4 separate regions of the Sus scrofa genome follow, and regions 2, 3 and 4 are each linked to region 1. The links are chromatin contacts, called in public Hi-C and HiChIP or PLAC-seq maps. All regions are on one chromosome and are shown on one strand. The core of a region is the stretch at or near the end of the contact, and the rest is flanking DNA. Distances in the headings are between cores, read along the strand shown. Region 1 holds the start of LASP1 (LIM and SH3 domain protein 1). Region 2 holds the start of CDK12 (cyclin-dependent kinase 12). Region 3 holds the start of FBXL20 (F-box/LRR-repeat protein 20). Region 4 holds the start of LOC100517731 (transcription factor CP2-like protein 1).

Region 1 (7,312 bases), core at 2,922-5,421:
GGTGCATGTATCTTTTGGAATTATAGTTTTGTTCACATACATGACCAAGAGTGGGACTGCTGGATCATATGGCCATACTATTTTTAGTTTTTTGGGGAACCTCCATACTATTCTCCTTAGTGGGTGCACTAATTTACATTTCCAAGGAGAGTACCTTTAAGTAGAGTCATTCTTTAGTCTTCTCTTTCCCTCATCTTCCTCAAGCCATCCAATGTACAGCAAGGACATGGCTCCCCTGCCATGGTCAGTCTGGATGCCTGCACTCTGCTCTAGCTCTGTGGTTCCCACTGTGATGAGCTAAACAATGGCCCTCCAAATACATCCATGTCCCAGTGCTCCTGTGAATATATTACCTTACATGATAAAAGTCCCTTTCTAGTTGTGTTTAAATTAAGGGTCTTGAACTGGGGAGATTATCCTGGATTATCCAGGCAATCAGAAGAATATTTATAGAAGGGAAGCGAGAGGATCAGAATCAGAGACTGAGAGAAGATGGAAGGATGGAAGCAGAGATCAGAACATGAGGGGCTGCAGCCCAGGCTTTGAAGATGGAGGAAGGGGCCATGAGCCAAGAAATGTATGTGGCCTATACGAAGCTACAAAAGTCAAGGAAACTGGTTTTTCCCTAAAGCCTCCAGGAAGAATGGAGGCATGTCAGCACTTTGCTTTTAGTCCCGTAAAATTGGTTTTCGGAATTCTAACCTCAGGAACTGTAAGATAATACGCTTATGTTGTTTGAAGCAAATAAGTTTGTGGTAATTTGTTACAGCAGCAACAGGAAACTAATACACCACTGTAACTTCAGACACCACCACCATCTCTCACCTGTGCTATTGCTGTAGAATGCTACCTATCTTTTTTCAAATTTTATTATAGCCACTCCTTTGTGTGTGTGTGTGTGTGTGTGGTAAGAACACCTAACACTAGATCTATCCCCTTAACAGATTTTTAAGTGTACAATACAATATTGTTAACTCTAGGCACAATGTTTATTTATTTATTTAGGCTGCCCTCCTGGCATGCAGAAGTTCCTGTGCCAGGGATCCAACCTATAAAAAGCATGCAAACACCAACTTGAACCAACATCTCCACGGAGCTCCTTTCCCTGGCGATACTCTCTAGTATATGGAACAACTACTGTGTGCCCCACTCCAAGTGCAGAACATACTTTCAGTAGAAAGACTCACTCTCTCATTTTGAACTCTTTCTCACTAAGTTTAAAATCTAGCGGAGGCAAAACAGAAACAAGGGCACAAATGAATAAATCAGGAAATGCCCAGTAGTGATACAAGAAATGATTAAAATAAAATAAAAAAAATAAGATGATGTGTTAGGGAGGTACGAGGGGGAAATTTCAAGGTGGGTAGTCATGGAAAATCTTTCTTTGCAGGTGATTTTGGAGTGAAGACCCCAATGACATGAAAGCGACAGCCATGGTGTGTTAGGAAATAAACCTAGAAAAGGCAGATTGGTACCTAAGTTCACAGGTTTTCAAAATTCCATGTTTTTATTTTCATTTAATTCCCCATTATTAGTAAATCCAATACCATATAGCAGGAAGAAACTAATTTTGAGCAAATAGTTTTCAGAATGAAAAATGTGGAGTCCATGTAGAAACGATTTACCAACACTGCACCAGCAGAGGGGGTATAGCTCAGTGGTAGAGCATTTGACTGCAGATCAAGAGGTCCCCGGTTCAAATCCGGGTGCCCCCTCACCTGCTTCCTCCTTTTTTTCACAGCCGCCAAGGTTAACTCAGCATGGCAGGAAAAGCTTGAGGTTTCTAAAATCCAAAACTCCGTTGAAGGTTTTCTTGCACCCATTTAATTTTCTCTCTTCAGACGTTCCCGGTCCCTGAGGAGTTAGCAATACCCTAGAGGTCGCACAGGGTGTCTCTACGTCGCAGAAGCTGCGCGTCTGCCGGGACTCGGTGGCGAGAGGCCCAAGTTTCCTCAGGCAGAAAGAAGGCTGAGATCCTGCCCATCTCGGAGACTTGGAGGCGAGCTGATTTAATGTTAATTATAGCTTCTTTTGGGGGAGAAATGGAGTGCCGGGGCAGGCGAATATTATTTCACCTAGTTTATGTTCTGACCAGGAAGACTAGAGCAGAATCCACGCTGGGCAGGTTTATACAGTGGCAAAGTTTAACAAGACACAGCATAGATGTAAGAAAAAAGGTGAAAAGTAGGAGCTCCTTTAGATTAGCTCAAAGGCAGGTCTTTGGCCTGATGAATCTGCAGGGGATGAGTTTGAAGCCTAGCGTCCAGGAAAGGGGTGAAAAACGAGTTATTTCTCTGAATGGCAGCTCTGCTTCATCTCCCATGTCTAGCTCGGCGACACATCTCACAGTAAAGGGAGCCGTGGGGGAAAAAATGAGTTCAAGCTGCATTCCCCTGGGGCCCCGAGGGATGACACAACCAAATTCCGAGTTTAAAATATCACAACTGCCCCCTGACTCAAGAAGCATGCCTCTCTCTCTATCCTTTCTTTTTCCTTTTTTTGGGCAAAACCTAGTCGAGGGAGATGCCCTTGCTCCCTTCATACTTATAGTTTTCTTCCCACCCAACAAGGATGCTGTCAGGCAACCAACAGATATCTGTCTCCATCTTTAGGTTATGAAACTGGAGGGCCCTGTATTACTGTTTCAGTGGGTTCTTGAAGTGCGGTCCCTCAGCATCAGCATCTCCTGGGAACTTGATCAAAATGCAAATTCATTCTGGGGGTGGAGGTCCCATTCCAGGCCTACTGAATTAGAAACTGGGGCGGGGGGCAGTTTTCAATAAGCTCTCCAGGTAATTCTGACACACGCTCAAGTATGAGAACCACGACTTTAGTTTTATATCAGTTTACATCGGGATGTACCTTTGTAAACTAAAATGAGCTTTGGGGTTGGCATGGGCCATTTTAGTGTTCTCTAAGGGCTTTCATTCTGCTGGTGCCATGAGCAATAGGGAAAGATAAACAGGGCTAGCGCCATGTCGACGGTAATAAAGAAAGTTGAAGTTGGAGACAATCTGCGCCTGTGGGTTTCCTTCCCTTGACCCTGACCCCTACCCCAACTCGCACACCAACTTGGAGGGAGTCGTCTTGTCTCCTAAATCAGGGCCTGTAACTGACACAACTGAGGCTGCCGGCCGTGGCCAAAGAAATCCAGACTCCTCTAACGCTGGAATGGGTGCCTGCAGCTTTTCTACCTCGTTTTGCCCGTGTATCCACCCCCGTTCCTGCTGAGTACAAAGTAAAACCGAAAGCTTTCCCCTATCGTTGTAAAATGAGGAAGGGATTTTCAAACACCATTCTTCTGTTTTCTTTAACACCTAGGACCCAAGGTTAAAATGTGATTTCGCCAACGGAAGAGTTACATAAATTTTGTAAGTTTGGCAAAACCGCCGAGGGGGCACCCGGACTTGAACCAGGGACCTCTTGATCTGCAGTCAAATGCTCTACCACTGAGCTATACCCCCGCGCCGCGTTACTGTCTGGGGACGGCTCCTTTGGGTGTTAAAACACTGCTACACCAAAGGCGGAGCGCAAGGATTAGGAACGAAAGAGGAAAAAGGGCCCAGTGGAAAGCAGAAGGTCCCCAGATCCGCTGAACCACCGCAAAGCTGTACGGCAGAGGCCTCGGGAGGGAAGAACTAGCCCGGGTTGCAAGGCGCTGAGTCCTGGCGGGAGGGACGGGTTCCGCCCTGCAAATGTGGGAAAGGATGTTGCGCCGGGAGGCTAACAGGGGCGGTGAAGTGGGGCTCCCGTTCGGTCCGCAGGTTCTCGCCAGGTACCGGCGGGTTACAAAGGAAGCCCCCAAATCTGGCGGATCTGGTTGGGCGTTCGAGAGTGTTCGAACCCCACTCTCGACAGGTCAAGGGGTCTGCCCGCCTACCGCAGCCCAGGCGCGCAGATGTACGGCCAGACCGGCTCCGCGCCGCCTCCAGCTCCGGAAAGGCCCTGGGCAAGGTTGTCCGCGCCAGATCCTCGGGCGCGTAGCTCCGGGGCACCTTCAGCTTTGGAGCGCACCTAGGCGCGCGCGCCGGGTCCCGCAGTCCTCCCCGGAATCCACCCCCGCGCAGCCCCACGTCGCTCGGGGAGCGCGCCTCTCCGCGCGCGCCCCTGCCCGCGCCCGCGGCGCGTCCCCGCCCCGGTACAGCCCCTCCTCCCCGCTGTGTTTATTAGGGGAAGGAGGGCGGAGGCGGAGGCCAGTTCCCTAGCTCCAGCCGCCGTCGCCGTCGCCTGTGCAGTTGCAGCCGCCGCCGCCTCCCGCCAGCTCGCTCCGGGGAAAGAGAACGCGCGCGAGCTCGGGCGTCCCCGCCCCAGCCTTTCCCGGAGTCATGAATCCCAACTGCGCCCGGTGCGGCAAGATCGTGTACCCCACGGAGAAGGTGAACTGTCTGGATAAGGTGAGCCCGGGACTGGGAGACGCGACTCTGCAATCTCCGAGCTGTGCTCCATTTCCAGGGAGGAGAGAGGGGCCCGGTCTACGCCGCCTCATCCCCGCGAACCTGGGAGGAGGGAGGGAGGGCGGTGTCATGGGGTGTGGGGACAGACCCCAGTCTGGAAACCAGGAATCTGAGGCGAGGCAAGGAGTCTACGCGTGGCGGGCAGCCACTACGGGAGGCCACTACTGGAGAAGAGTGGGTTCTGTGCCCCGGGCTTGGGAGGACGCGAATGGAGTAGGGAAGTCAGGCCCCGCGGTGGGGGTGGGGGTGGGGGGAGCGGGGGAAGGTTAGGGGTGCAGCCCCGCCCCCTAGGGCCGGGAGAGTGAGAGCAGACGGCCGCTCCCTCTCCCCGCCGCGCCGAGCGCCAAGTAGGCGGAAGCGCGGGGCGCTGGGGGAGGGGGCGGCGGGGGGGCGGGGCAGAGGTTGGGGAGCCCAGCGAACCCGTGGGCTCTGGCCGCGTCTGGCCGGGCTTCCTGGCCTGGAGACTGCGGGGCGGGGGCTCTCAGCCGGCGAGTGTTGCATCTGGTGAACTGGGCTTCGGATACGACCCGAGCCACACTGAGAGACCCCTTTTTTTTTGGATGACCTGCAGCCCCCCGCCCCTGGTGGTTCCATGGTTAATGAACTAGCAGACGTCCTCCATGGCCTCCCAGCCCCCACCTCAAATACACGCCAACTCCCGCGCTAGGCGGCCCAGCCGGACTGGGGCGGGGTCCGGTGCTGGAGTAGGGTGGGTGGGGGGGTTGCTTCGCAGAGACCTCCTGAAATTGTGCTCAGTGACTGAGTCCAGCTAGTAGAACAAAGAGCTAACTTTTCAAAGCAGGTTTCCCCGATGGAGGGTGGGGTTGGCTGAGTTCAGGGGAAGCTAAGAAAGGAGGGGGGAGGTGTTAGAAGGAAGGTTAGGTGGCCTTCTGGAAATTCACTGTCCCCTGGGGGCCTTTACGCGTCGTCTCCCCCCCCCCCACCCCCGGCCCCGCATCATGCTGGACTCGTTCATCTGGTTGCCATTATACTTTTGGAGGGGGGCGGAGAGTAGAACTGGGTATTTCCAGCAGTTGGGGGTAGGATCCGGGCCTCTTTTAAGCTCCCTATGATCCTAAGGCAAAATCCACCTTCTCCCCCCCTACATCCCCTCCCCACGGGGGAGGAGAGGCCTCTGATTTTGACCCTCTCCTCGTCGTGCCTTTCATCTACCTCCTAAAGCCGGTTCCAAGTCCAGAGAGCCCTCCTTCCCGCCTGGACTGGCAGGGGTTGGGGGGCATGGGATGGAAGAGGGGTGCAGAGCCCACCTGCAGCCAGGTTTTGCTGGGGAAAGGGTAGTTCCTTGGATCTTTTTTTTTTGTCTGTCCCCTCCCCCCTTGGGCTTGGCACTTCCTCAGTGACCTTTGACTTATGAGTCAGGGTGAGGGGGTGGGGTTCCAGGTTCTGAGATACATTTGAAATTGCTCCTGGAGAAAGGGGGGCATCGGGAGCTGCTGCTCTTTCACTCCCTCTCCTGAGCCTGGCCGGGTTGTGGGTACAAGGGCTGTGGGTGCTGACCTTCCCAATGACCATGCCTGCCTCTGGAGGGCAGGACCGGAGCCCAGAGGCACTAGCTGAAAGAGCCATCTGTCCTTACACACTGGGGTTTGGCCCTTCCCTGGTGGTGGGATTTTGGCCTCTTCGTTCCGGGTGCCTCCCAACCCCCTTCTTCTCCACAGTTATGAATCGGGAAGAGGCTGTGGCCACTCGCACCCACATGAGGCAGAAACATTGTATGATGGAGGGATTGCTCGCCTGAGAGCTGGGAGACTTGGGCCAAGTTCCAGGTCTGCTCCCACCAGCTTTATGAATGGTTCCAGGCCTCAGTAGTCACCCTCTATCAGATGGGTATGGTGATGTCACTTCCTTGAAGGTGGGGCAGTGCACTCAAGTGTCTGTCACAGTGCCCGGAAGGAGATGTGGTGGTGGCTCTGCCTTCCCTACCTTGCTGGGGTGCTCCGTCCAGCCCCACATCTTTGGAGTCAGAGGGGAGAGGCCAGGGAGCCTTCAAGGTGCCCTCCCCCGCTGTCCTCTTGCCCTTGCAGGAAAAGGTCCTGCAGGTGGAGGTTACCTTGGGAAGCGGGAGTTGGTGATTCCGCTCTCCTTTTAGATCTCTTCCTAGAGGAGGTGATCCTGGGGCGACCTCACCCTCTGCCCTGAGCCTGGGATATCCAGGTATCAGACCTATTCTTCCCAACCCCCTTCAGGCAGCAAGGACAGGCACTTGGAATGGGGACCTGGTGCCTGGAGGACTGAGACCTGGGAGGGGGAACATCGGGTCCCATAGGCAGCGCTGCTGACCAACTTCCAAGCTTCCCACTTACAAGAGGATAGAGTCCAATTAGTCACTGCAGGTTCCCTACAACATGGTGTGACCAGAGCACAGGCTATGTCCTTGATGTTAGGCTTATCTCCTCCCTCAGCTTATCTCCCAAAGAGTGGGTTAAGGCCGTGTCACCTCTGATGGCCACCCTGCCCTCAACCTACAGTACCCAGTGTGCTCTGTGGGCTGAATAAATATGAATTGCTGATGGTGGTGTTTGAGCTTGAGATTTGCTTCCCCAGAAGACTGAGGGGGTTAGAAGTGGGAGAGAAACGGGGTGACGTCACTTGCTCATTCATTCAACAAATATTTATTGAGCGCCTACTTTGTGCTAGGCACTCGCAGGGGCTGTAGCAGGGCCTTTGGGGAGCGAGAGGGGCTGTGTCTCGCAGTGTCCTCTGCATCTTGAGAGAGGTGGCATTTTGTCCCGGACCCCATTGGGAGGCATTTGTATCTGGGGACTTGCGTTTTCAAGAGTCTGGCTCTGTCCCTCTGCCCTGGCTTACTTTCCCCTGGGCTCCTGACCTCAGGTGGA
Region 2 (7,312 bases), core at 1,466-3,965, 440 kb after region 1:
CAGTGCTCCTGAGTGATGACGGATCTCGTTGCACTTCAGCAGGAGCTCATGGGTGATGAATTTTATTTTTCAAGATTTGACACATAATCACAATTCCATCTGCTGCTTCTGCTTTTTTGGGGGGGGTATTTTTAGGGCATATGGAGGTTCCCAGGCTAGGGGTCAAATTGGAGCTGCAGCTGCCCACCTATGCCACAGCCATGGCAATGCCGGATCCCAGCTGCCTCTTCGACCTACACCACATCTCACAGCAATGCCAGATCCTTAACCCACTGAGCAAAGCCAGGGACTGAACCTGCGTCCTCGTGGATGCTAATCAGGTTTAAGTGCAGAGCCACAGAGGGAACTCCACAATTCCATCTTCTGCCCCCCTTTTCTATTTTACTGTGGATTGTGGGTGCACTCTGTGTCAAAAATTGATCTTATTTATTTATTATTTTTGGCCACACCTGAAGCATATGGAAGTTCCCAGGCCAGGGATTGAATCCTAGCCACAGCTGTGGCAATGCCAGATCCTTAACCTGAGAGGCCACAGCTGGAGCTTTATGATCTCATTTAAAAGATAGGAAAAGAATGGGAATAATTTTGGTGAACTCATGCCAATGTTTAATAAAGTAGGCCAGTCATTTAATCTAATTATCCATTAAGTCCCATGACATCTGCCATTATGTCAGACACTGGTGGAGACATTTACATCCAGGCCTTCTTGCAGCAATAAATTGGGAGTTACCACACTTGAGTTCCAGTACTTATTTCTTTTTTTCTTGATAGTATTAATTTTACTTCCATAGATTATTTAAAAGTTGTCATGAAAAAGTTTTTTTTTTTTATCAAGATATGTGGACTTAAACATTTAGGTAAAATTTTTTTGGTACTCATGTAATCCAAGCAATATGAACACCTCCAGGGAGTGATTTTGAGAGTCAGCTTTTCTGCCTTCATTCAAAATGTTTTCTGGCTTCTAACCTACTGGCTGGTGTTCCCCTCTTTGCATATACAAATCCTATGTACTCTTCCTGGGCCAACTCAAATGTCCCATTTTTTTTTCTTGTTTAGCCACCTCATCAAATAGAGTTCCCAGACCAAGGATCAGATCCCTGCCACAGTTGCAACCTATCATAAGAAGCAGTGCTAGATCAGTATGCCAGGCAGGGGATTGAACCTGTGTCCTGATGCTGCACAGACACCACCAATCTGGTTGCACCCCAGAGGTAACTCCTAAATGTCCTACTTCTTTGTTGGGGGGGAATCTTTTTAGAGCTACACCCATGGCATATGGAAGTTCCCAGGCTAGGGGTCCAATTGGAGCTGTAGCCGCTGGCCCATGCCACAGCCACAGCATCGCCAGATCCGAGCCGGGTCTGCGACCTACCCAGCTCGTGGCAATGCTGGATTCTTAACCCACTGAGCGAGGCCAGGGATAGAACCCCTAACCTCATCGTTCCTAGTTGGATTGTTTCCGCTGTGCCATGATGGGAACTCCCTAAATGTCCTACTTTTATAATGCTTTCTTTTATCACTCCTAATCTCCTTTTGAAACTTCACACTGCTGTTTATCATTCTTATATTCTTCGAACATTTATCACATTATTATTATTATTATTTTGCATTCCAGTAGCATGTGGAAGTTTTTGGGCTAGAGATTGAACCCTTGCTATAGCAGCGATCTGAGTCACTGCAGTGACAATGCCAGGTCCTAAAGCCACTGCACCACAAGGGAACATATCACCTAATATCTTCTTGTGTATGAGTACATTGTCCATATTCTACTTGAGGACCCTCAGTGGCACTGTTACACAGAGAAGGAACTTTGTCTTACAGATACATGTTTACTGAAGTAAACAATGAGAAAGCCTGGACAAGTCACTTAGCTTCCCTGTGCCTTAGTCTTCTCACTATCACAACCCTATTTCAGAGGAAAGTTGTGAAGATGGAATGAGTTAATATGTGCTAAGGAGTTTTGAAAAATAAAAAGGAAGGGAAGTGTAAGATTTTTGTCTCGTTCATGAATATTATGCTTTGCTTGTTTGTAATTATAATCCTCTGTGAAAATAAAAGGCTAAATGATTCCTAAAGAGTCATAAGATGATCTCAAGAGGTGATGAGCATTCAAGTCTTTAAGCAGTTGAAAGGGTTAGTGCCACACAATGAAAGAGCTTGTAGTATAGTGTCGGACAAGAATTTGAATCTCTTTTTTTGGCCCTTGATGGACCAACTTTGTCACCTTGAGTGAGTTATTTAGCTCTTCTGAGACTGGGTTTCCTTATCGGTAAAATAGGGATAAGGAAATCGTGTTTTGCAGGGTAGTATGAGAAATAGAGAATTAGAGATAATGCACGTAGTAGTATATACAAGTGGGAAGAATTGTTAACACTTAGGGACTTGGGTTGAAATGTCCTCACATTTGTCCTTTGTTCTGTTGACATTATTTTCATCCTGGTACTTGAGAGTTGTTACAAAGCATGCAAAAATTAGTTTGCGCTGGCGCCTGAGAACACGTTTTTGTTCAATGAGTTATTAATAAAGTTTTGAATTTAAAAGATCATCCTAGACCCAATAAAGCTTTGCTCGAATGGGAAGCCGGGATCTTATCGCGAGAATCTGGCGGAACGCGTTTCTGGCCGGGGACCTGCTCTCGCGTTGTTTGAGCAAGCAGCCGCGAGAGGTGAACGAGAAGCACGAAGTACCGCGAGAGTTGGGCATATTCTCGCGATACTTCTCGGGATTACCCCCCTCCCCCCGCTCCTCCAAGTGCCGTTTCGGTTTAACCTAGTGTGTGACTGTGAGTCTGTGTGAGGGAGCGAGTGAGTGTGTGAGGTATTGAGGTGAGGCGGAAGCTAGAAACGGGGCTCCCTCAAGAGCGAGGGACAAAGGGGGTGTGAGGCGCCTAGGTCGCGGGACCCCAGCGACAGGAAGCCGCCCCGAGCCGGGCTACCGGGTAGGGGAAGGGCCCGCGCAGTCCTCACAGGGCCCCAGAGCCCGAGTCGGCCCCACAGCCCCGGGCCGCCGGCTTCCTACTTCCTCGACCTCCTTCCTGGGCGCCTAGGCCTGAGGATTGGCTCGGCTGGAGTTGGAGGGGAAACAGACTCGAGCGGCAGTCCGTTGTCTCACAACTCCACTGCTGAGGAACTCTCATTTCTTCTCTGGCTCCTTCACCCCCTACCTCATGTAGGAGGGTGCTGAGGAGTCGGGAGGGAGGAGGAGCCTGGGCTACCGTCCCTTCCCTCCCCACCCCCTTGTAGGGGTGATTTTGTAGGCGTGGGGCTGGGGTTGGGGGGGAGGGTGGGGGTTACTTTTTGGAGTGCTGGGGAACTTTTTCCCCTTTTTGAGGCCTGGGGAAAGGGAATGCCCAATCCAGAGAGACATGGGGGCAAGAAGGACGGGAGCGGAGGAGCTTCTGGAACTTTGCAGCCGTCATCGGGAGGTGGCAGCTCCAACAGCAGAGAGCGTCACCGCTTGGTGTCGAAGCACAAGCGGCATAAGTCCAAGCACTCCAAAGACATGGGGTTGGTGACCCCCGAAGCAGCACCTTTGGGTACAATTATCAAACCTTTGGTGGAGTATGATGACATTAGCTCAGATTCTGATACCTTCTCTGACGACATGGCCTTCAAACTGGACAGGAGGGAGAATGATGAACGTCGCGGGACTGATCGGAGTGACCGACTGCACAAACACCGTCACCATCAGCACAGACGTTCCCGGGACTTACTAAAAACTAAACAGACAGAGAAAGAAAAAAACCTGGAAACCTTTAGCAAGTCGGGATCGATGAAGGACCGGGTATCAGGAACTTCGAAGCGTTCAAATGAGGAGAATGATGACCATGGGAAGGCGCAGATCTCCAAAAGCAGCAGCAACAAGGAATCCAGGTCATCCAAACTCCATAAGGAGAAGACCCGGAAAGAACGTGAGTTGAAGTCTGGGCACAAAGACCGGAGTAAAAGTCATCGGAAAAGGGAAACACCCAAAAGTTACAAAACAGTGGACAGCCCCAAACGGAGGTCCAGGAGTCCCCACCGGAAATGGTTGGATAGCCCCAAGCAAGATGATAGCCCGTCAGGAGCTTCTTATGGCCAAGATTATGACCTTAGTCCCCCAAGATCTCACACTTCTAGCAATTATGACTCCTACAAGAAGAGTCCGGGAAGTACCTCAAGAAGGCAGTCCGTCAGCCCACCTTACAAGGAGCCTTCGGCCTACCAATCCAGCACCCGGTCACCCAGTCCCTACAGTAGAAGACAGAGGTCCGTGAGTCCCTATAGCCGGCGACGTTCATCCAGCTATGAAAGGAGTGGCTCTTACAGTGGGAGATCACCAAGCCCTTACGGTCGAAGGCGGTCCAGCAGCCCATTCCTGAGCAAGCGGTCTCTGAGCCGGAGTCCTCTCCCCAGGTGAGCTGTTTGTCTTGTCTAACAGTCCTTTCTTTCTTACGGTGGGTTGTGAGGAGCTATTAGAGAAGTTAACATTCTGTTGAAGTTCCCGGTATTGATCATTGACTAGAACACTTGGCTTCACTAGTCATCATGTAGGTGAGTCTGGTCTCTTCTTAACCCAGAATTGGAGAGGTGGAGGAGTATTCACATGCCTACTGCTGCTAAAGGTAGGTACTTCCAGTGGTGGGATCTTCAGCTGTAAGCGTCTGTGAGTAAAATCATAGGCTTCTGCTTACTTCATTGCATCGGATTGATACTGGTTCCCAGCTATTTGGGTTGCCTTGTCTTAAAATTTTAAAAATCACTTTAGTATTAGTGCTTTAGGCTTCATTGAGCCTGATTAAAAAGAAGTAAGAAGTTACAAATTTTCATTTGTATTGTCTCAAGGCTGTTTGCCTAGGTCATCTATCATTTGTGTTATCCACTGAGTCTCCAAACCCATAAGTTTATTTCCTAATTGATAATTTTTTGATAACTTATACAGGACTCCTATCTTCTTTTATCTGATGTTTCTAGTGAAAATTCAGCCGATTAGTCCTTTTCCCTCTGATGGTATAGCTTAACAGAAATTGGTTCCAAAGATAATTTGATTTTCTTTATAGCATCACCGTTGACCTATCTTGTGACCACAGGCAATTTCAGTATCTTTCTGTTAAAAAAATGGTAGTAGTACCTTCACAGTGATATTTTTGTGAGAAAGGCATGTTAATTTGATACTTAATTGTTGGAGTGAATTGTCTAAAGATAACTGTTCTTGTTCCTCTGTGATGAGATGCACCTCCCTTTTTGTAGACTTTACCATTTTCCACAAAAGCAGAACTTGGGCTCTTTTGGGGTTATACCTGAGTGGAATCCTAGTCTTGCTTTGTGAACTTTGGTAAATATTTTCTGTATGTGTAAAATGAGAGTAACTACTAGAGTTGTGAGGATTAACTGATGAACGTGAAGTGCATAGCACAGTGCCTATCAGTAAATTCTTTCTGTGAGTGAGGAAAATGTTGAACACAAGAGAAATTATGATAATTGGAAAAATCCATTTATGTCTTTTATATGTCAATGTAATTTTTGCTGATTTAAAATTATAATTCATAAACTAGTTTGAATTCATCAAGCTGTGCGAGTTCCTAGCTTTCAGAGTATAATGTTCCTTACTTAGGCTTTTCCCCTCCATTTTATTACAATTTTTCAAACAGAAAAGTTGAAAAAATTGTACTTAGGACTCAAATATGTACTACCTAGATTCTGCAGTTAATATTGGTTATTTTATCATCCCTGTGCATCATTCCATCAGGCATCTTTTCATTTGTTTTGATTCATCCCAAAGTAAATTGCAGACATCAGTATACTCCACTGTAAACATTTCAGGGTTCACTTTTTTTGGGGGGGAGGGATGAGGGGTAAAATTTATATACAGTGAATTGGATGTCTCGAGTGTACCATTTGTAAAATTGCTTAGTTTTTTAAGGAAACATGAGAAATATTCTCAATATTTGTTTTCTTATGGGAGTAGTTTCATTAAGGCTGTTCTGAGATATTTTATTGTTGCAGGGTTTGGGAATACAGAATTGCATTGAGGCTAAAACCCAGAATGAGTTTCAGTAAAAACTGCTGTTTTGCAACGATTCCTTTTGGATTCAGACCTCAGTCTCTCTTCCACTACTCAGTCGGAACTGGTGCAATAATGGTGAAAATAAATCAAGAAAGAATTGGAGACACAATGTGATAGTATAGGGCACAAATATAAACTCTACATAATAATCCTGGAGTCACATACACGTTTTTAGTTGTGTGTACAAACAATAAGTACAAAAATTTCTTGGAGTCAGAGTAGACAAACATACAGATCCTTTTTAGGGTATTCTCTGTATTTTTTCTTTGAGAGGGACAGTCAAAATTAAGCAATATCATTTAAAAGACTGAAAATGTTTTGTCAGAAATGCAAGGTCTTTGCATCCACCAAATTAGTGGTGATTAATAGTAGTGGTTTCATTTCAAATGGGTGGAACCTAACTTAATTCAGGGAAAAATACATTTGTTTTTTGAAGATAAATTTTTTCTTGTTGCCTGCATTTACCTATTTGTTGTCCCCTATTTACCGCACCCCCGCCCCAAATAATGGGTCTGGAACTCAAATGTAACATTTTGTATAACTAAAAATACCGGAAGTATATGGCCATCCAAATGTCCTATTAACAGTAGGCTTCTGTTCAGAGGTTGAAGTTTGTAGTAGAGTTCCTTAGGAAGATTTAGTCATGCTGAAAAATGAAAGAAACTGGTTTATATGCATGGTCTCTGACATTACTGTTATCCCGAGATAGAGATACTAGTTTTATCTCAGCCTATAATTCAAGCAGAGAAAATGTCTTGTGGTAGCCATTTATAAGAGAGGTATTAGTTTTCTTGAGGCTAAATGGATATTTGGTAAATTCATTTAACTACTTTCATTGTTCTATATCCTTATATTCTTGTATACTTTTTGTTTTTTTTGGTTGTTTTTTTTATGGCCACACCCATGGCATATGGAAGTCCCTGTGCCAGGGATTGAATCCAAGCTGCAGCAGTGCCAGATCCTTAAACCTATGGCATCAAGCCGGGGATTGAACCCACACCTCTGAGAATCGAACCTCTGCCTCTTCAGTGACCCAAGCCGATGCAGTTGGATTCCTAACCTACTGAGCCACAGCAAGAATTCCCATATATACATTGTTGTTATTGTTTTTGAGTACTTTGATTCCAATGATGACTTTTTATTTTAACTAGCTTTTTGAAGCACATTTCCAGAAAACATTATAGGTATAAGAAAATCATGACTAACATCATGTGAGTTGTTTCCTCTACTATGCATATGCTATTTGTTTTGGAAAGTTTTGTTTTTG
Region 3 (7,312 bases), core at 3,603-6,102, 390 kb after region 1:
TTAACTTATAAGGGTCATTACTGTATGGATTAAATGCCAAAGTGATACAGCAAAGGACAATGATTTTCACATATCTGCCTCCTTTTTTAACTCTTTTAACCATCAGTCATCTACTTAGCTATTCTACAGGATGCTACACAGCTGGCTAACTAAGGTACTCTTCTTTGATTTTAACCTAAGTTTATTTTTCTACACCTCTACTGCTGAGTGTGAGATTTAAAGTGTGTGGCCTCCAGTTACAATATCCAAAGACAGGAGTTCCCATCGTGGCGCAGGGGTTAATGAATCCGACTAGGAACCATGAGGTTGTGGGTTCGGTCCCTGCCCTTGCTCAGTGGGTTAAGGATCCGGCGTTGCCGTGAGCTGTGGTGTAGGTTGCAGACGCGGCTCGGATCCCGCGTTGCTGTGGCTCTGGAGTAGGCTGGCAGCTACAGCTCCGATTGGACCCCTAGCCTGGGAACAGCCCAAAGAAATAGCAAAAAGACAAAAAAACAAAAAAAAAAACAGTATCCAAAGACACAATACACAGAATATTCCCTATACAAAGATTTTAACAAATCGAATTAAAAAAATAAGCAGAGTTCCCCTGTGGTGCAACAGATTAAGGATCCAGGGTTGTCACTGTAGCAGCTTGGCCACTGCTACAGCATGGGTTTGATCCCTGGCCTGGTAACTTCCACATGCCCGGGGGGCGGGGAGGCAAAAAAAAAAAAAAAAAAAAAGCTTTAGTTATCTCCTCCCCATAAAAAAATGTGGCCAAGAAAAAGAAAACAATCTTTCACTTTTTGTATTAACTATAACTAATGTGATGTTAGTTGTGATATTTTTGCTATAGAAATTTCCTGCACTCACAAAAATTCTCAGAGCTATCTGCTTACCATCATAAAATATGATCAGTCCTTTGAAAAGCCTCCTGTGATTTCAAGAATTAAAAAAAAATTTTGATGTGAATGTTTTAGATATGAAAAGCCTGCTTTATCCTATCTACATCTTTTATCCATTGCAACTAAATATTTAAAATGTCTTCAGTGAATTAGCAATAAGTTTATTACTTCATAAGAGACCAGTTTATTGTTTTACTACATGTAAATTAGGTCATTAACGGGTAAATGATTTTAAGAAATAATTTGATAACGAAACTTGTTAACACATATTTCCAGCCCCTTCTCATTTGTATTTCAGCATGAACACTTCACATCATAAAAAAGTAGCTTTTTGTTTATAAATAAACACTTTAATCATGAACACTGCAGAAGGAGTTTTTCCTCCTTTTTTATCTTCTTTTCAGGCACACATACCAATCAAGGTAAACAGGGATGCTTAATAAAGCGATAAATTCTTATTTTAATACCACCATTACAGATAAACAACAAATTAAAATATAAGATAATTATAAAAACCGGATACAGCAATGCAATTTTAAAGCACATACTATAAAAGAACTCTTTTCAACAATTACTCACACAACCTAAAAGTGAATAGCAAAATTCACTTAAATTGAATGTCAATTAAGTCAGCTTGATAAAGAACAGGCTGCAATAGCAAAAGGCTACTATCTCCCACTCAAAACTTCAGTATTTGGGTTTCCCTTTGAAGATTTTTGTTAACTGCTAAATGTCTATGGAGTAATATTTTTTTTTTTTTGCCTGCACCCTCGGTATGTGGAAGTTCCTGGGCAAGGGATCAAACCCAGGCCAAAGCAGGGACACAAGCCGCTGCAGTGACAAAGCTGGATTCTTAACCCACTGTGTTACATCAGGAACTCCTCTATACAGTTATTTTAAGGACCGTCTAAATTTTTACAGTAATACTGAATATGAAGCTATCAAGGGCAGCATAAACACCAAAACATATCTACTATAATACTTTTTTCCCACGATTAAGATAAACATAGAAACCCTAAGGGGGAAAAAAAAAAAAACCCTAAGGAGACCAGTTCCTTGATTTTCTCCGCTCCTGGCCTGCAACAATACCTCTGAAGCTCTGAATTTAAACTCCCCCAAACACTTCCTGTCTCGATCTTTGTGGGTAAATTAAAATATTTTCCAAAAGCATTAACCGAAATCAGGAATAGACTAAGACCCTTAGGTAACAATTTCACCCTCTAAACCTAGCTGGCAAGTTTCCTAAAACTTTTGTCTCACCGTCTTACAATTTCATCCTTAAAATGGAAATGAAGGAAAACATCAAGTGAGATACACTGAGCTGTGAGTGACCTCGGGTCAGCCTGATTTTCTGCCAAAAAAGGCCAGGTAACATTTACTCTTCTTGCTGTAGAAGTTTCTTTCTCTCTCTTATTCCCCCAATGGGTCTTCCCGTATATTACTATACTACTATAATTCATCTGTCGTTATAATACTTCACTTTCAAAAGGAGTCACTTCCTAAAGCTGACTACTCTCAAGACGCTTTCAGATGTTTTATTTCCTCACCCATTTCTTAATTCCATTACTATAAATCTCTTTCGCCAGAGGAAAAGTTCTTAGAGACAAAGAGACTTGAATGGATTTTCTTAAGTCTCTCAGACCTTCGTCCCAATCTCAAAGCCTGTACACAACGAAGAGTTCCCAGAAACAATGAGCAACAAAAGTACAGACTAAACGGGATAGAAGAGGAAGTATCAGAACAATACCCTAACCTAACACAGCACCGAAAACCCGTGGTCGTCTCCACCATCTCAGTCCCCCACCTCCACTTCCCTAGTTTAACCAAGGTCTCTCAAACTCGGAGAATAAGCCCCCTGGCTCATAATTTCCTCCTCGAAGGTGGCAAAAAGAAAACAAGCTCCCTCCGGTCGATCAGAGCTGTGATGCTTTTTCTGCCGAGTGAAGGGAGACACGCCAAAGGTTGTGTAAAGAAAGAATGGAAAGCTGAGTGATACTGGGGGGAGGGGGAATTAGGGCGCCAGAGCTAATCCTCGGTCCCGGCCCGCCAGCAAAATAGTAAGAGGCGATCGGCCCGCAGGACGAAGGAAGCTGGGCTGCACTGGGCTCTCAGATCGAGAGAAAGGGGAGAGAAGTCTGGCAGCCCCAGCGGTCTGGGGATGACGGCGCCAGGCAAAGGAGGAGGCTCGGTGCGGAGCGAATTTTTCGGGGCATGAAAGCGGGAATCGCCTTCCTCACGCCGCCCTAGCCCCCTCCACCCCCAAGCGCACACCTCAAACCTGCTCTTGGTCACTCCGTTCACGTCCCTCCTCATGGGGCCGGCGGGTGCGGCCGGGGCCGGGCGCTGCGGCGTGTGGAGGGCAAAGACTGGGGGCCCGGGGCAGGCCCGGGAGTTCCGGCACCGGGAGGAGGCAGAGGAACGGCGGGCAAGAGCCGTCGGCGGGGAGGGGAGACCTCTTGAATCCCGCAGGGCCTCCTCCGCCTCCCGCGGCGGTGGCGACGACTGCTTGTCGCTAGCTCTTCTCTCTCCTCCGCCTCAACTTCAACCCAAAACAAAAACACTCCCCACCTGCCAGCAACGCCGCTCCTCATTGGGCAGAACCGCCCGGGCCTCGGAACGGTGTGGGGAGGGGGAGGAGGAGGAGCGCGCGGCGGCGGCGGCGGCAGCAGCGCAGGACCACCCCTCCCCCACCCCGGGGCGCAGCCCGCGACCATCCGCCCGGGAGCGCGGCGGCGGCGGCGTGAGCCCGCCCTCGCCTCCAAGGCCGCCAAGCCCACCGCAAGAAGAAGAGGCAGGGAAGTGTCTATATGTCTGTGTGTGTATTTGTGTATGGGAGGGGCTGTGGGGCGGGAGCGAGTGTGCGCGTGCTCGCAGACCAGTGAGAGAGAGGAAAGCAGGACAACTGCACACAGCGCCCAAGCCCCCCTTCTCCCATCCGCGGGCAAACAGCACGCACCAACCCACCAAGCACTTGAGCTGTCTCGTCCTCCCCCGCCCCCTCAGTCTTGTCGCTTTCCCGGTAGCTTGCGCTGGCACACATGTCCTTCCCAGACACCCAACTCCCTTCCCCTATCACTCACTGTAGCCTTGAACCCAAAGTGCAGCAGGCGGTCCCTGCTTGGAGCCATTTTTCTCCTCTCTGGCCGTCTCTAGATTGGGGCTGTTCTGATGCCGCCGCCGCCGCCGCTGCCGCCGCCGCCACCGCCTTCCCCGCCCCCGTGGATTGCATTACCGGGTGTTGCAGGGAGGCCTAGGGGGCCGCCGCGGGGAGTGGATCTCCTTGTGCATGGTTTAGAAGGACAGGGGGTAATTGCGCTGCCCTCTGCTCTGGGGATATGCGGCGAGGCCGCACCTCGTGCCTTGGGGTCAAGGGGTGCAGTGCTGGAGCTGGGCGACCATTCCTTTAGCTGGGGGAGGGGCACGCTTTGGTGAAGGTGGGGGCGGGTGAGGCAGAAAGGCCTCGGCTTCTCCCGCCCCTCTGCTTTCCGACCGCTGCTGGCACCCAATGGGCTCTAGGGCCTGCCTGCCCTCCAATCAGGGCTCTGGTTGGTGAGATCCTGATCCTGACGCCACTTTGGCGGGAGAAACAAGCGTGTCTGAACGAGTAGGCGGGGGCGCTTGCCCAGTAGTAACATTCATTCTGACTCAGGCTCCTTCTATAGAAGCTGGATGTGTCATGATAATATGTACTTTAGTAACACCAGCCCTCAAACCTTGAAGTCTCAAAATTTATGATCTGACTTCCATGAATTAAGAAATGAGTTTACACTTAGAGCGACAAACTACGGAATTATATCCCAAATATGAAACATTGGAAACTATATCATCAATTCTAGCAGTGCTGGCTGGACTTACAATTGCATTTCAAAGCAGATATGAGTTTATTTTCATACCCCTGTTACTTTGTACTTTCAGTAACTGGCTTGTCTGATTAAGAGATGTGGTTCTGCAGGGGAAACAAATCTGACTGTGGGTTTGATCCTTGGCCTCGCTCAGTGGGTTAAGGATCCTGCATTGCCATGAGCTGTGGTGTAGGTCGCAAATGAGGCTGGAATAAGACGTTGCTGTGGCTGTGGTGTAGGCCAGCAGCTGTAGCTCCGATTGGACCCCTAACCTAGGAACCTACATATGCCTCGGGTTTGGCCCTAAAAAGCCAAAAAAAAAAAAAAAAAAAAAAAAAAAAAAGTTCTGTAAGAGCAAATTGTGCTGGAGATCTTTTAAAATAGGCATATTTGGAGTTTGCGTCATGGCTCAATGGTTAACGATCTGACTGGGAACGATGAGGTTGCGGGTTCGATCCCTGGCCTCGAAGGATCCGGTGTTGCCGTGAGCTGTGGTGTAGGTTGCAGACGTGGCATGGATCTGGCATTGCTGTGGCTGTGGTGAAAGCCGGTGGCTGCAGCTCTGATTAATTAGACCCCTAGCCTGGGAACCTCCATATGCTACGGGCGAGGCCCTAAAAAGTCCAAAAAAAAAAAAAAAAAAAAAGGCGTATTGTAGCTGGAAGGCTTATTACCCAACTCTGAAAGCACTTTTTTTTTCCCTAGAAAAGAACCCAGGAACCCAGCTTCAGTAACTCATTCTCAGGCCCACAAACCCAGATCTAGATGTTATAGCCTCCTCCTGTCCCAGATACTTTTAATGTGATTGCTTTACTGCAGCCATATAAAAACAGCCTTTTGTTGCATCTAACAGAACTTTTCTCCCAGCAAGAACTATTGATACAATTGGTGACTAAGGCCTGTAAAAGATAGTAAAACTGGCTTGAGCAGGTAAATCAAATGAAGAAAACTTTCACAGTTCTGTTCCCCTAATTATCCTTTCCAGTTACACATTTCAAGGAAGGTTTTTCCTTTGTTATTTTAAAATACTTTTGATTGGACTTTTAAAAAGCTGAATAAACAATTATCCAAAAGTTAGAAATTTATTACACATAGGCATGTTGCTTTTTATCAAAGAAATTTATTTGCATGTAAATAAACAGGTTTCTGTAATGTTTCGGGAAAAAAAATCCCACAGATTTTGTCTACTTTCAAAAAAATGAAAAACCCCAAAGTATTTACAGAACGGCCATACACACAGAAAATCAAATTTAAAAGATTACTTTTTTTTTAGAAAAGCCCCTCCCAACTGCTCCTGATGTACATTTTTAAAACTCAAAATTTAAAGCTCAGCTTTTACAGCTGAGCATGTTTCCCAACCTAGCTTCTGAGATGTTAAATACTTCCTACCCCTCAAAAAACTAACTCAAGGGTAGAAATAAGGGAGGGAAGGGGATTTTTAAAAAGGTAAACAAATATGAGATTACCTAGGGATTGTGAATAATGAGTTTCCTATACTGGCGTCTGCTTTAAGTGACTCAACTGGATACTGTGACTCACTGGCTCCCTGGAAAGATTCTTTTGAGAATTCACAAGAGTGCTGCACTAAATTTTCAGACCCAGGCCTTAAGGTAAATCTTTCTAAGAGTCACCAATCTTAAGTTTGGCAGTTATATCCTGCTTAACCCCTCCCCCACCTCTACAATACTTGTTTTAAGACACTGATTTTGAACCTGGAATCTTCATGTACATCAGAGCAGGTTTTGACCAAGGACCCCTAACATGAAGCCAAAGGACAGAAGAGGAATCAGGTCAAACTAAGAATACACAAGACACCAGCAGCAGAAGATAGGTAGAAGTTGACTTCATGTCCTTGCCGTCTTTTGGAACAGGAGAATGAGTACACCTAGACAGGAGGGAGGTGTCCCAGGCTTGGTTTATTCTGCCTCTTCTCCTCCACCCTGTGGAGAAATGCAGTGCTCCCTGGTTCTCAGGCAGGGTGAAGCAGTTTAGCCCCGGCTCCCTGTTAAGCAAGTTCAGATGCTGGGTCAGTGTGTGGGGTGTGCCCATCGACAATTCAGGGGCTTATCCTTCATCCAGATCCTAACTCGGGATTCTTTGATCTGGGATGAAGACAGAAAGAGAGAAAAAGCTTCCCAGTTTACTCATTTTGGTATTTGTTGGCTCTGTTTGGGGGAGCTGAGCCCCTGATACTATGCAGTATATTCCCCATAAGATTTTTCCCAACCAAAACAAACTTAAAAACCATTTAATTTTTTTTTTTTTTCTCCTGCAGAAACCAATGGGATAGGATTCAAAACTAGGTGAGAAACTTGTGAGAAATCCAACCTGGTTGTATGTTTGAGAGGCTGCTACTGTATCAGCATCACAAGATAAAGCACTCTGGTATCACCTTGCCCATGTCCTCCTTAGTGTCACCCAAGACATTTGACTCTGATACGGTAACCGATAACTTTTCTTGCTCCACTTTGCAAGGTTTCGTTTCCTACTTCTTATTACCTTAGGACACAAGAGTGGCAGAGTTGTTGAGAGCTGATGACCAGAAAAGGGAGAACACTAAAGGAAATCAGAGACAGTCAGGAAAGA
Region 4 (7,312 bases), core at 2,820-5,319, 280 kb after region 1:
AAAAGGACCTCCCTTCTCGGGTGGGGGCGTTTATGCAGACAGACACACAGACCACACAAGGATTGGCGTATGATATTACCAGATGCCTGTGTGTGTGCATGTGTCTGAAAAATTGTGCTCTCATCCATTACTTTCAAAAATTTTAAATTAAAAAAACATTTTTTTCTAGGGCCCCAACTGTGGCATTTGGAAGTTCCCAGGCTAGAAATCAAATCGGAGCTGCAGCTGCTGGCTTACACCACAGCTACAACAACGCTGCATCCAAGCCAAATCTTCAACCTACACCACAGCTCTCGGCAACACTGGATCCTTAATCCACTGACCAGGCCAGGGATCAAACCCACATCCTCAGGATACTAGTCAGGTTCTCAACCCACTGAGCCACAACAGGAACTCCCACTACTTTTTCTTTTTTTTTTTTAAGCTGTTTATTTATTTATTTATTGCTTTTTAGGGCCGCACCCACGGCATATGGAGATTCCCAGGCTAGGGGTAGAATTGCAGCGACAGCTGCCGGCCTACACCACAGCCACAACAACACAGGATCCAAGTCGTGTCTGCAACCTACACCACAGCTCAGGGCAATGCCAGATCCTTAACCCACTGAGTGACCTCATGCTTCCTAGTCGGATTGGTTTCCACGGAGCCACAATGGGAACTTCCAAGCTATTTATTTATTTAGAATTATTAATAGTTGATTTACAGCATTCTGTCAATTTCTTTACAGCAAAGTGACCTATTCATACATGCATGTATATATATTCTTTTTCTCACATTATCCTCCATCATGTTCCATCGCAAGTGATTAGATATGGTTTCCTGTGCTGTTCAGCAGGATCTCATTGCTTATTGACTCCAAAGCCAAGAGTTTCTATCTACTAACCCCAAACTCCCAGGCCGTCCCACTCCCTCCCCTTCCCCCTTGGCAACCACAAGTCTGTTCTCCAGGTCCATGATTTTCTTTTCTGTGGAAAGGTTCATTTGTGCCATATATCATATTCCAGATATGTGATATCATTTGGTATTTGCCTTTCTCTTTCTTTTTTTCTTGCCTTTCTCTTTCTGACTTACTTCACTTAGTATGAGAGTCTCTAGTTCCATCCATGTTGCTGCAAATGGCATTAATTTGTTCTTTTTTATGGCTGAGTAGTATTCCATTGTGTGTATGTACCACACCTTCTTAATCCATTCATCTGTCAATGGACATTTAGGTTGTTTCCATGTCTTGGCTATTGTGAATAGCACTGCCATGAACTGCAGGTATCTTTTTCAGTGAAAGTTTTGTCCAGATAAATGCCCAGGAGTGGGATTGCTGGGTCATATGATAGTTCTTTATTTAGTTTCCTGAAGTACCTCTGTACTGTTTTCCTTAGTGGTTGTACCAGTTTACATTCCCACCAACAGTGTAGGAGCGTTCCCTTTTCTCCACACTCTCTCCAGCATTTGTTATTTGTTGACTTGTTAATGATGGCCATTCTGACGGGTGTGAGCTGGTACCTCCTTGTAGTTTTGATTTGCATTTCTCTAGTGATGTTGAACATTTTTTCCTGTGCCTCTTGGCCATCTGTACGTCTTCTTTGGAGAAATATCTATTCAGGTCTTCTGCCCATTTTTCAATTGGGTTGTTGGTTTTTGTGCTGTTGAGTTGTTTAAGTTGTTTGTCTATTTTAGAGATTAAGCCCTTGTCAGTTGCATCATTTGAAACTATTTTCTCCCATACTATAGTTGTCTTTTTGGTTTTTTGTTTTGTCTTTTTAGGGCCACACCCATGGCATATGGAGCTTCCCAGGCTAGGGGTCCAGTCGGAGCCTAGACCACCAGCCACAGCAACACAGGATCCACAGCTCAAGGCAATGCTGGATCCTCAAGCCACTTGAACAAGGCCAGGGAGCAACCCCGAGTCCTCATGGATGCTAGTTGGGTTTGTTAGCCGCTGAGCCACAGCGGGTACTCCTCTTTTTGTTGTTGTTGTTTTTTTTAATGGTTTCCTTTGCTATGTAAAAGCTTCTCAGTTTGATTAGGTCCCCCTTGGTTTATTTTTGTTTTCATTTCTGTTGCCTTGGGAATTCGGCCTAAGAAAACATTGGTACGGTTGATGTCAGAGAATGTTTTGCCTATGTTCTCTTCTAGGAGTTTTATGGTGTTTTGTCTTATGTTTAAGTCTTTAAGCCATTTTGAGTTTATTTTTTCGCATTACTTTTAAAAAATTGTTTTCCTAGAACTCAGTGCCCAGACATTTTGATGGCTAATGTGGGGGAAACAGGGGTGACTGAGCCCTGGCTAGAGCAGGATTCCACCTACACTGGTGTGAGGGAAGGAGAGGGAGAGCTGGTAGGCAGTCGATCACAATATGTTGAATGAATGAATGAATGAATGGAGACCACTCGCCTCAGCCCCTATTTCTCTGAGGGGGTGGCATATTTCACTGTCCAACTCTTCCAGGTTGGAATGTAGCCTAGCATTGGAGTTCCCGTCGTGGTTCAGTGGTAAACGAATCTGGTTAGGAACCATGAGGTTGCAGGTTCGATCCCTGGTCTTGCTCAGTGGGTGAAGGATCTGGCGTTGCCGTGAGCTGTGGTGTAGGTTGCAGACGCAGCTCGGATCACATGTTGCTATGGCTGTGGCGTAGGCCAGCGGCTACAGCTCTGATTCGACCCTTAGCCTGAGAACCTCCATATGCCAAGGGAGTGGCCCAAGAAAATGGCAAACACACACACACACACACACACACACACACACACACACACACACACAAAAAGGAATGTGGCCTAGCATAGAAGACAACACAATACATTCTGGTTAGAGGAGAAGATACTGAATTATTTCTCAGCAATTTTCCCAAGTAAAAAATAATTTCCTTGGAGTTCCCGTCGTGGTACAGCTGAAACCAATCTGACTAGGAACCATGAGGTTACAGGTTCAATCTCTGGCCTCACTCAGTGGGTTAAGGATCCAGCGTTGCCGTGAGTTATAGCGTATGTTGCAGCCCCAGCTCGGATCCCTCGTTGCTGTGGCTGTGGTGTTGGCCAGCGGCTGTAACTCTGATTCCACCCCTAGCCTGGGAACCTCCATATGCCACAGGTGTGGCCCTAAAAAGCAAAATAATAATAATAATAATTTCCTTGGCTTAGGGAACCCCAAAGTGTATTGCAGTTAGCTCTTAGGTTACGCCATGATCTAGAAAATGACAGAGTATTTTGGACGTGAAAAAAAAATCCATTAAAAAAAAAAGCATCTCGGAGTTCCCACCATGGTGCAGCGGAAACGAATCTGACCAGGAACTATGAGGTTGCAGGTTCTATCCCTGGCCTCGCTCTGTGGGTTATGGACCTGGCATTGCTATGAGCTGTGGTGTAGGTCACAGACACGGCTCGGATCCCATGTTGCTGTGGCTCTGGCGTAGGCTGGCAGCTGTAGCTCTGATTGGACCCGTAGCCTGAGACCCTCCATATGCCACAGGTGCAGCCCTATAAAGCAAAAAAAAAAAAAAAAAAAAAAAAAAAAAAATTAAAATTAAAATAAGTTAAAAAAAAAAGCATCTCTTGGAGTTCCCATTGTGACTCAGCAGCAACAAACACAACTACCATCCATGAGGACATGGGTTGGATTCCTGGCCTCACTCAGTGGGTTAAGGATCCGGCATTGCTGCAAGCTGCGGTGAAAGGTCACAGATGTAGCTTGGATCCCGTGTTGCTGTGGCTGTGGTGTAGGCTGGCAGCTGTAGCTCTGATTTCACCCCTAGCCTGGGAACCTCCATATGCTGCAGGTGTGCACTTAAAAAGCAAAAAAAAAAAAAAAGTCTTCAGGATCTTACTGAGGCTCTTGGGGGACTTAGGTTTCTTTGGCCCCCATTGGCAGGAATGTTCCTATCCCCGTCTCTCTCCTTTGTCTGGCTTCCTGGCAGAAGAATGTATGTTCAGGACCCAGGTACCTGGAGCTGCCCTGTCCAGTGTGCATGGGGCGTGCTCTTTGAAGGCCTGGATAGTTGGAGTAACGTGAGTTCAGGCCACATCTTTAGAGCCCCACCTCCGCTCTCTGCAAGGCCCTTATCTGTTTATACCAAACACGGTGGGGGGGGGGGTGCCCGGGCTGACTGTGTACAGTGACAACAGGGGCTGAGCCCCGGGAAGGAAGCCATCCCCCAGGCGGTCTCTATTTGTCCATAAACACAGTCCACCCCACGCCCCAGGGCGGAGGAGGGGCAAAGAAACCAGCCCAGCTGGAGCTGCCTTCCCACTGCTTTCCTGGCAGGGGGCACTCCCAGGCACCCAGGCACACCACCTCCTCCTCATAGGCTCCATCTCCCTCCCAGCACCACCCCCTGAGTTGTTTCCACAGCAAGTGAAAGGATGAAAATGCAACCTAAAACCCCCAAGACCCCAAGAAGATAATAAAGAAAAAGCCCTAGATGCCCCTGAATTCCAGAAACTCATCCCTGCCAAGTAAATACGTCACACTTGTTGTTGCATCGGGGCCTGTTTTACGTCCTTTCACCTAGTTTTTTTCTATGAAACTGGGTGGGAGGATGTGAAACAGGCCTTGGGTGAGACTGCTGGCCTAAGCAAGGTAACAGGATCTGAGTTGACTAAACGCTTATCTGGCTTCTGTAAAACTGCTTGCAAATATTGATTGCACAACTGCAAAATGACACACCACCCACGAGCCCGCGCTAATATAGACCTCCTGATTGGTCCTCAGAACGCGTACTTTAAAATGATTCGTCTTCCAGGCGCGGGCTCTTGATGCGCGAGCTTTGTTGTGAACCCCATAAAAGCTGTCCGCACTCGGGGCCGCAGTCCTCTACCCCTGCCTGGCATACGACTGTGGGCCCCAGCGTGCTTGAAATAAAAATCCTCTTGCTGTTTGCAACAAGACCGCTTCTCGTGAGTGATTTGCAGTGTCGCCTCTTCCGAGTCCAGACGAGGGGGATTTTCCTTCTCCTGGCCTTTTCATTTGGTGCGTTGGCCGGGAATACCCCGCGACCACCCCTCACACCCGAGAACCGACTTGGAGGTAAAGGGATCCCCTTTGGAACGTGTGTGCCAGCCGGCGTCTCTGTTCTGAGTGTCTGTTTTCTGTGATGCGCGCTTTCGGTTTGCAGCTGGAGGACTGTGATCAGCAGACGTGCTAGGAGGATCACAGGCTGCCGCCCTGGGGGACGCCCCGGGAGGTGGGGAGAGCCAGGGACGCCTGGTGGTCTCCTACTGTCGGTCAGAGGACCGAGTTCTGTTGTTGAAGCGAAAACTTCCCCCTCCGCGGCCGTCGGACTCTTTTGCCTGCTTGTGGAAGACGCGGACGGGTCGCGTGTGTCTGGATCTGTTGGTTTCTGTTTCATGTGTCTTTGTCTTGTGCGTCCTTGTCTACAGTTTTAATATGGGACAGACAGTGACGACCCCCCTTAGTTTGACTCTCGACCATTGGACTGAAGTTAAATCCAGGGCTCATAATTTGTCAGTTCAGGTTAAGAAGGGACCTTGGCAGACTTTCTGTGCCTCTGAATGGCCGACATTCGATGTTGGATGGCCATCAGAGGGGACCTTTAATTCTGAAATTATCCTGGCTGTTAAAGCAATCATTTTTCAGACTGGACCCGGCTCTCATCCTGATCAAGAGCCCTATATCCTTACGTGGCAAGATTTGGCAGAGGATCCTCCGCCATGGGTTAAACCATGGCTAAATAAACCAAGAAAGCCAGGTCCCTGAGTTCTGGCTCTTGGAGAGAAAAACAAACACTCCGCCGAAAAAGTCAAGCCCTCTCCTCGTATCTACCCTGAGATTGAGGAGCCGCCGACTTGGCCGGAACCCCAACCTGTTCCCCCACCCCCACCCCCTTATCCGGCACAGGGTGCTGCGAGGGGACCCTCTGCCCCTCCTGGAGCTCCGGCGGCGGAGGGACCTGCTGCCGGGACTCGGAGCCGGAGGGGCGCCACCCCGGAGCGGACAGACGAGATCGTGACATTACCGCTGCGCACCTATGGCCCTCCCATGCTGGGGGGCCAATTGCAGCCCCTCCAGTATTGGCCCTTTTCTTCTGCAGATCTCTATAATTGGAAAACTAACCATCCCCCTTTCTCGGAGGATCCCCAACGCCTCACGGGGTTGGTGGAGTCCCTTATGTTCTCTCACCAGCCTACTTGGGATGATTGTCAACAGCTGCTGCAGACACTCTTCACAACCGAGGGGCAAGAGAGAATTCTGTTAGAGGCTAGAAAAAAATGTTCCTGGGGCCGATGGGTGGCCCACGCAGTTGCAAAATGAGATTGACATGGGATTTCCCTTGACTCGCCCCGGTTGGGACTACAACAGGGCTGAAGGTAGGGAGAGCTTGAAAATCTATCGCCAGGCTCTGGTGGCGGGTCTCCGGGGCGCCTCAAGACGGCCCACTAATTTGGCTAAGGTAAGAGAGGTGATGCAGGGACCGAACGAAGCTCCCTCGGTATTTCTTGAGAGGCTCATGGAAGCCTTCAGGCGGTTCACCCCTTTTGATCCTACCTCGGAGGCCCAGAAAGCCTCAGTGGCCCTGGCCTTCATAGGGCAGTCGGCTCTGGATATCAGAAAGAAACTTCAGAGACTGGAAGGATTACAGGAGGCTGAGTTACGTGATCTAGTGAAAGAGGCAGAGAAGGTGTATTACAAAAGGAAAACAGGAAAATATTCAAAAGTGGATAAATGGTATGAGTTGGGGAATAGTTTTTTGGAAATGGGGAGGGGGAGCAGGATCCACTCTAACCATTCGCCTTAGGGTAGAGCCGGAGACGGAACCTCCTGTGGCGGTGGGACCTAACAAAGTACTGGCCGAACAGGGGCCCCCGGCCCTGGAGCCACGCAACTTGCCGGTGCCCCACTTAACCCCGCTGCGGCCTAACACAACGCAGCCACCTGGCAACAGTACCGCTGGATTGATTTCCTACTAACACAGGACAGAGACTATTCAGTCTCATCCAGGGAGCTTTCCAAGTCCTCAACTCCACCGACCCCGATGCCACTTCTTCCTGTTGGCTTTGTCTATCCTCAGGGCCTCCTTATTATGAGGGAATGGCTAGAGAAGGGAAATTCAATGTGACCAAAGAACATAGAAATCAATGTACACGGGGGTCCCGAAATAAGCTTACCCTCACTGAAGTTTCCGGGAAGGGGACATGCATAGGAAAAGCTCCCCCATCCCACCAACACCTTTGCAATAGTACTATGGTTTATAAGCAGGCCTCAGAAAATCAGTATTTAGTACCTGGTTATAACAGGTGGTGGGCATGCAATACTGGGTTAACTCCCCGTGTTTCTACCACAGTCTTTAACCAATCCAAAGATTTCT

The links. A called contact is a pair of places that touch in the nucleus more often than the background predicts. HiChIP or PLAC-seq counts read pairs in DNA pulled down with a chosen protein or histone mark.
Region 2: a contact with region 1 is called in a Hi-C map of embryonic fibroblasts, with 2.0 times the contacts expected there. The contact joins the promoter of CDK12 here to the promoter of LASP1 in region 1. A contact is called at or near these places in 1 of 5 promoter capture datasets (liver), 1 of 47 Hi-C or Micro-C datasets (embryonic fibroblasts) and 1 of 2 datasets of contacts at active chromatin or transcription factors (alveolar macrophages).
Region 3: an H3K27ac HiChIP or PLAC-seq map of alveolar macrophages shows a contact between it and region 1. The contact joins the promoter of FBXL20 here to the promoter of LASP1 in region 1. A contact is called at or near these places in 1 of 5 promoter capture datasets (liver) and 1 of 2 datasets of contacts at active chromatin or transcription factors (alveolar macrophages).
Region 4: a contact with region 1 is called in an H3K27ac HiChIP or PLAC-seq map of alveolar macrophages. The contact joins the promoter of LOC100517731 here to the promoter of LASP1 in region 1. A contact is called at or near these places in 1 of 47 Hi-C or Micro-C datasets (liver) and 1 of 2 datasets of contacts at active chromatin or transcription factors (alveolar macrophages).

The regions. Positions count from the first base shown.
Region 1 is chr12:23,264,068-23,271,379 of Sscrofa11.1, reverse strand. LASP1 (LIM and SH3 domain protein 1) reads left to right here and starts at 4,171. Exons shown (of 7, transcript XM_021067060.1): 1 at 4,171-4,394. The coding sequence starts at 4,326. TRNAC-GCA (a tRNA gene) reads right to left here and starts at 3,464; the gene lies at 3,393-3,464. TRNAC-GCA (a tRNA gene) reads left to right here and starts at 1,644; the gene lies at 1,644-1,715.
Region 2 is chr12:22,826,798-22,834,109 of Sscrofa11.1, reverse strand. CDK12 (cyclin-dependent kinase 12) reads left to right here and starts at 2,715. Exons shown (of 18, transcript XR_002337130.1): 1 at 2,715-4,394. It overlaps MED1 (mediator of RNA polymerase II transcription subunit 1), which reads right to left and starts at 3,705. Exons shown (of 20, transcript XM_021067050.1): 1 at 3,591-3,705.
Region 3 is chr12:22,870,935-22,878,246 of Sscrofa11.1, reverse strand. It overlaps FBXL20 (F-box/LRR-repeat protein 20), which reads right to left and starts at 4,852. Exons shown (of 17, transcript XM_013979813.2): 1 at 3,965-4,852. MED1 (mediator of RNA polymerase II transcription subunit 1) reads right to left here. Exons shown (of 20, transcript XM_021067050.1): 20 at 5,827-7,312.
Region 4 is chr12:22,988,251-22,995,562 of Sscrofa11.1, reverse strand. LOC100517731 (transcription factor CP2-like protein 1) reads left to right here and starts at 4,069. Exons shown (of 16, transcript XM_013979827.2): 1 at 4,069-4,883.